2 separate regions of the Mus musculus genome follow, and region 2 is linked to region 1. Evidence: chromatin contacts called from public HiChIP or PLAC-seq data. All regions are on one chromosome and are shown on one strand. Each heading gives the region's core, a stretch centred on a gene start, on an enhancer-like site or on the middle of the called end of the contact. The rest is flanking DNA. Distances are from core to core; before and after follow the strand shown. Region 1 overlaps Dnm3 (dynamin 3). Region 2 holds the start of Dnm3os (dynamin 3, opposite strand).

Evidence for each region. HiChIP or PLAC-seq counts read pairs in DNA pulled down with a chosen protein or histone mark.
Region 2: an H3K27ac HiChIP or PLAC-seq map of embryonic fibroblasts shows a contact between it and region 1, with 5 times the contacts expected there. The contact joins the promoter of Dnm3os here to the enhancer-like site in region 1. A contact is called at or near these places in 10 of 39 promoter capture datasets (the 3T3-L1 cell line, the HPC-7 cell line, the SN4741 cell line and 6 more), 8 of 484 Hi-C or Micro-C datasets (the C2C12 cell line, cranial neural crest, embryonic fibroblasts and 4 more) and 10 of 115 datasets of contacts at active chromatin or transcription factors (cardiomyocytes, craniofacial prominence, embryonic fibroblasts and 7 more).

Annotation. Positions count from the first base shown.
Region 1 is chr1:162,052,470-162,055,230 of GRCm38.p6, forward strand. All of the region lies in intron 17 of Dnm3 (dynamin 3), which reads right to left. Among named protein-coding and RNA genes, the nearest start is that of 2810442N19Rik, 49 kb to the left of the region's middle. Within about 2 kb of position 1,317, at least 37 of the 459 cell types and tissues checked have an H3K27ac peak or open chromatin away from gene starts, as enhancers often do. A contact at or near this core is called in embryonic fibroblasts, embryonic limb bud, palatal mesenchyme and 1 more, where this site is marked.
Region 2 is chr1:162,216,147-162,218,950 of GRCm38.p6, forward strand. Dnm3os (dynamin 3, opposite strand) reads left to right here and starts at 1,477. Exons shown (of 1, transcript NR_002870.2): 1 at 1,477-2,804. All of the region lies in intron 14 of Dnm3 (dynamin 3), which reads right to left. Mir199a-2 (microRNA 199a-2) reads left to right here and starts at 1,668; the gene lies at 1,668-1,777.

The DNA of each region.
Region 1 (2,761 bases), core at 67-2,566:
GCCGTTTTCATGGAGGGAAACTGGAGTTAATATCCGTATGGAGACATCTGTCAAGGTGTGAGGATTTAAATTACCGTGCCTAGCTACCTTGGAGGACCACCTTTGTGGCCCCTCTTCAGTAAGATGCAGATGGAAAACACCTCCCCTCCCATGCCTAGTGGTAAAAAGGAGCTTAGCCTAAGCATTGCAAGCACCACTGATTCTTGTAAAAAAAAGCGTACGGTTTCCCTATCAAACCAAGGAGATGTATTTAGCCAGCACAATGAAAATGTAATTATGTAGGTCATTGCTTAAGCTTGAATGTTTAAGGGAAAGACGTCGGCTGCATGTAGGCTGATTGATTTGGCCTCAGATGTGATGATCACTGACAGACGGACGAAGGCGAAGAAGCTTGAAGAGAAAACAGGATGGAATGATTGCGTTCCAAACTGACCAGATGCAGGAATATCTATATTTAAACACACACACACACACACACACACACACACACACCACAGAGTGACTCACAGGGCAAGGATTCTTAAGCTTTCTTCAAGGTATCTTAGTAAATATAGCATGTACAATCAAATGGAGATGGTATTGCCTGTTTCTTTCAGCTGTTCAGATCACATAATCAAATTCATTTGTGTGTATGTATGTATGTGTGTGTGTCTGTATGTGACACAAATATTCTCTCTGTGTAATTCCCAAACAGTAAGAACTACTGTGGCTTCCACACAATTTTTTTTTCCAGATTTTGTTTCTTGGATTTGTATGTGAAAGAAAACTCTTGGAAGGAATATGGAAAGAAGCCTGCTTCCTGTTAGGGCGTTGAGGATTTCCTCAGTCAGTTGCTTTTCTGATTCCCACTGCACTCCATTGCTCTGAAAGTCAAAGCCACATATTAGAAGCAATGCTGGCTGGAGTTAATTCTCCCTGCCCTGTCCTGGGGAGAACCAACAGCTTTTAGCGTGTTCCACATGACACACAAGAGTGAATGAAAAGTCTCCGCCTGCATCGGTTTACTGGAATATGGTGTAAATCATGTACTTTAAAGGCGATCTGGAGCCCTGTGCTTTTAAAATGTGGGGCTAAACTGACATAATCTGTAACGGTTTCGGCTCTGCTCTTTTTAATTAACAAAAGCTTTTGGAATTCTGGTTTTTTTTTTTGGTCTCTAAGAACATTGTACAATGAAAAAAAAAAAGGCTGAGCATAATAAAAATCTTCTCTGACTGATTAAAGAAAGCCTTGTTTTCAGGAAAGAGGAATAGGGATCCCTAGCCCCTGCCTAGAATGCTTTGTTCAGGCACGGGGCGTCTAACCAGCATGCCTTTAGATTACTTTATGTTAATTAAACTTACGGTTAGTCCCAGAGGTGAAAGTCTGCATCTGTATGCGGCTTCAAAGGCTGCCCAAGATTACTGGCTACACTCCCTTGCGGTGGGCAGCATTGATTTGTGATAAAAACCGACCACTTTAAACTAAGCTTATTACTTTATTACCATAGAGGGCTGGAGTTTTTTGTTTTGTTTTGTTTTTTGTTTTTTTCTCTCTCAATGGATAAAATGTATTTATAGGCTTCTTTAAGAATTACCTACTTTTAGATATTTTCTCCTCCTAAAAAAAATGGAGATAGGAATAAAACAGGAGATTTTAACAGGAAATAAAGGATCTGGCTTCTGTTGGAAACATTGCCTTCTAGGTTAGTAAGCAGTGAGAGATAAACACACCCCATCTCTGTAACATGTTTATGCTTATTTCAAATTATTTGTGCATGTGTGTGTGTGTGTGTGCGCGTGTGTGTGTGCGCGTGTGCGCGCGTGTGTGTGCGCACACACAGCATGTGAAGGCCAGAGGACTACTTTCAGGAGTCAGTTCTCTCCTTTCATTATGTGGATGCTGAAATCAAACTCAAGTCCTTAGCCTTGGTACCAAACACCTTTACTCTCCGAATCATCATCTAGTTCCAGATGTACACTGCAAACCATAGAAATGTTTCCGTGTACCGGTTAGTGACGTGGAAACCATCCCAGAATCAATGAAAGGTGGGTAACATATTTCCCACCGTTTTTCATTTGACTGTGGACTGACAGTGGACTCTTGCTCTTGTTTGGATGAGTGTCCCCCAAATGTCCATGTGCCATGGCCCATGGGTCTCTGGGCCACAGGTTCTGTGGACCTTTAAGAGATGGGGTGCAGTGGAAGGTTCTAAGGCTCTCAGGGAAGGACCTTGAAGGGATTCCCTTTTCTAATCCTCAGGCCTCCATCCCTTTTCACTTCCTTTATTCTTCTGTCCACCCACCCATCCCTCCTTCCTCCCCTCCTCCCTTCCCTCATTATGTGAATATTTTCTTTGACATGTTCCCATCATTATTTTCTGTTGATCTAATCAGAGGTCAAATCAATAGGCTTAAGTCTTGGATTTGAACCTATAAGTTGTAACCTCTTTTCTTTATTGATTAATCGCCTTGGGTATTTCATTATAGTGTCAGGAAGCTATCTATACAGTACTACATTTTTGTCAGTGACTATTATCAGCACAAATGGCCAAACTTAACTCAACAGAACAGCTCAGTAGGACTTAGGCAGGGGACCAATCAGGGAAACCAGAACAAACAACAAAGGCAACAAAGTTTTTTCCATATGAGGAGAAGCTGTCAATCTATAAAGACAATGAAGTTCTTAATGGGTGTGTTCCAAGACCTTCTGTGGATATCTGAAACCACAGGTAGTAACAGATCTCAACTGTGTGATCTTTCCCCATTACATACACACCTAT
Region 2 (2,804 bases), core at 227-2,726, 160 kb after region 1:
AAGCTTCTAGATAAAGTACTCTGACTTAATCTTCTTCACAAGGGCTTGGGACCACTTTTGAACCGTTTGTGGTACATCAATTTAAAAGAAACCATGTTAGGAAAAAATAAATAAGTTAAGGCGGCTCTCACTTGAAGCATTTTGAAACAGCCAATATAGATTTGTACATCTCAAAAGTGTCATAGAAGGCAGGTACAAATAAGTTGTTCGGGCTCTAATTCTTACAAAAATACTATAGCCCTTCATCCTGTGAGTTAGATTTAGAAAATCTCCCACATTGTGACCTCTACAAGGCCAATTGATAAAGCTCTTATTTGAGACAAAAATCTAATATCAATCAGAATACAGTGGAAAACAAGTTAGGGGACCTCATGTTCACAACATTCAACAGCCTACATAATTTGAAACAGTTAACAACTGGGACAGAGGACTAGAGGCCAAGCGAGCTGAGAGTTTGTAAGTGGTCAAGCTTCACTGGGCCAGTTTCAACAGATTTACTTAACCAGAGATAAACCTCATCATCAGAACACCATGTAAACAAAACAAAAGTATTCAAACAGAATTGGGAGTAGCCAGCAGGATAAAACAATGCTGTCCTTAACCGTGTGGCTCTACCAGAGGGAAATGTTCAGAAAAGAGCGGTACAGCAGTGTGGGTGCTTGAAGTCTAAACTTTTTAACATTTCCTTAGGTAAGGCTATAGAACGGCATGCAGAGAGCCAGCCAAGAGAGCTGAGGGAGGGAGACGAGGAAGGCCACATATGGAACTAATTACTCATGGAGAGGCCATGACAAAGAGCATTTCTCCAGACTTTTCATGGGGGCTTCACTTTCAGGAAGTTGCTGTAATTACTGCTCAAGTCTAGAGCAGCCTGCAAGCTGCTGACAGGTCCAGCAGAAAAGGAGGAGGAGGAGGAGGAGGAGGAGGAGGAGGAGGAGGAGGAGGAGGAGGAGGAGGGAGAAGGGGGAAGAGGAGGAAAAGAAAGGGGGGAGCCCCAACTTATCTGACCTCACTAAGGAGTAAAATACAAGAAAACAAAGTATCGCAGGAAAGTTAAAAAAAAAAAAAAAGGCCTCGAAGTTTGCCTGCTTAACAGTGTTTGACTTTCTGCTTACTGCTTTGTCATCTTTCTATCTTTAAATTACTTCTTCAGCCCAGATCAGGCAACAAATTTGTACTTCTACTCTCAACTCACTTTCGGTTGGCCACAGCAGAACTGTACATCTTGCCTTTTTTTTTTTTTTTTACAGCTTTTCCATACTGGGGCCCCACTTCCTGCCCAGTTGAGGGAAAAAATCTGGCCTGAAGATGAAATGACTGCTTAACATTACACGAAAACATCTGGTACCATTTTATGCACAGACCCATGTCTGAGAGCAGGCGATTCTAGCGGTCTCTCCAGCGGCACAGCGCATACCCAAACCTCCCCAGGGTGACATCATCCCATATATGGACTCTCCAGCCCAGCCCTCCCCCTTTTCCTGGTCCTAAATTCATTGCCAGTTCCCTAGTCTGCTGCAAATGTGCCACGTCAAGACTGGAAATCACAGCCCTTTAGTGTGTCTCAGTCGATGCAGCAGACAGGGTTCAGGGGGGAAGCTGAACAAGCCCCTGGTGCAGGAAGACAGGCTCTCCCCAGCCCCGGGACAGGATTTTCCACACACCGATGGAAGCTTCAGGAGATCCTGCTCCGTCGCCCCAGTGTTCAGACTACCTGTTCAGGACAATGCCGTTGTACAGTAGTCTGCACATTGGTTAGACTGGGCAAGGGCCAGCAACGCCATGGACGGCTGGGGACACAATGTGCTGCTTCCAAGGAGAGGACAGCTGGGTGCTCCTTTGTTGAATCTCATATCCAGTGTTTCTCTTCACAGGTTTTGCAAACTAGGGACCAAGAAGCCCTCAGGGACTCTGCCAGGGGAGAGGACTGCTCCAGGGAAGACCAGCGGGTAAGGCCTCTGGGATTGCGTACCTGGTCTGTGATTGGGGAACTAGATAGAGATCCCATCACCTGTGTGAAGACGCTGGAGACACTGAGCTAAGGGACAGATAACCGTGAACTTAACTTTCAAAAGAGCAAGGTCGTATGGTAAATTGTGATTTTCTGTGTGTTTTTTATAAGTCTAAATGTTGATCGTTCAAATGCTTTCTTAAATGTAAGGGTCTTCCGCTTCAAAATAAAAGGTGGGGAAAAAAACCTCACTCCAGACAAGTAGCAAAAACTGAACGAGACTTAGTTTTGAATGGTTGAAACTGATAATTCAGAGACTTAAACTCGAGCATGGATGAGCTATGTATGCAACCTCTAACACTCCAGGAATGAATGCATTTTGCCCTAAAGGAAAAAAATGCAATTTTCAAAACTCTTGTATGAACAGGGAGCTTTTCTGTTTATCTATATAATAGAAACACCAGAAATAATAGTACCTAACGATAAGAAGCAGTCTAGTCTTTTGTTTTTTGCTTTTTTGTTTTGTTATTTTACTATCAGACAATGCAAACGCACTTAGCCAGAGATGAGGGCCCAAGTGCCAAACCCACATCTTACTGACTCAGCAACTTAGCAGGCCAGGGGAATAGCGCTCTGTCTTTAGTGGGCTCACTAGATAACATTGAAATTGTTCTTCTAAAATCCAAGAATGGCTGATACTTGCTGGTCAGCTGAGCCTGCTGGCCCATCTTTTTTTTTTTTTTTTTTTTTTTTTTTAACAAGGCTCTCACTTGTCCTGGGCCTTTGAAATGATAAGGCACGTTGTCTAAAAAGATGCTGATAAAACAGGAATTTGTAAACGAAGGCAAAAGTT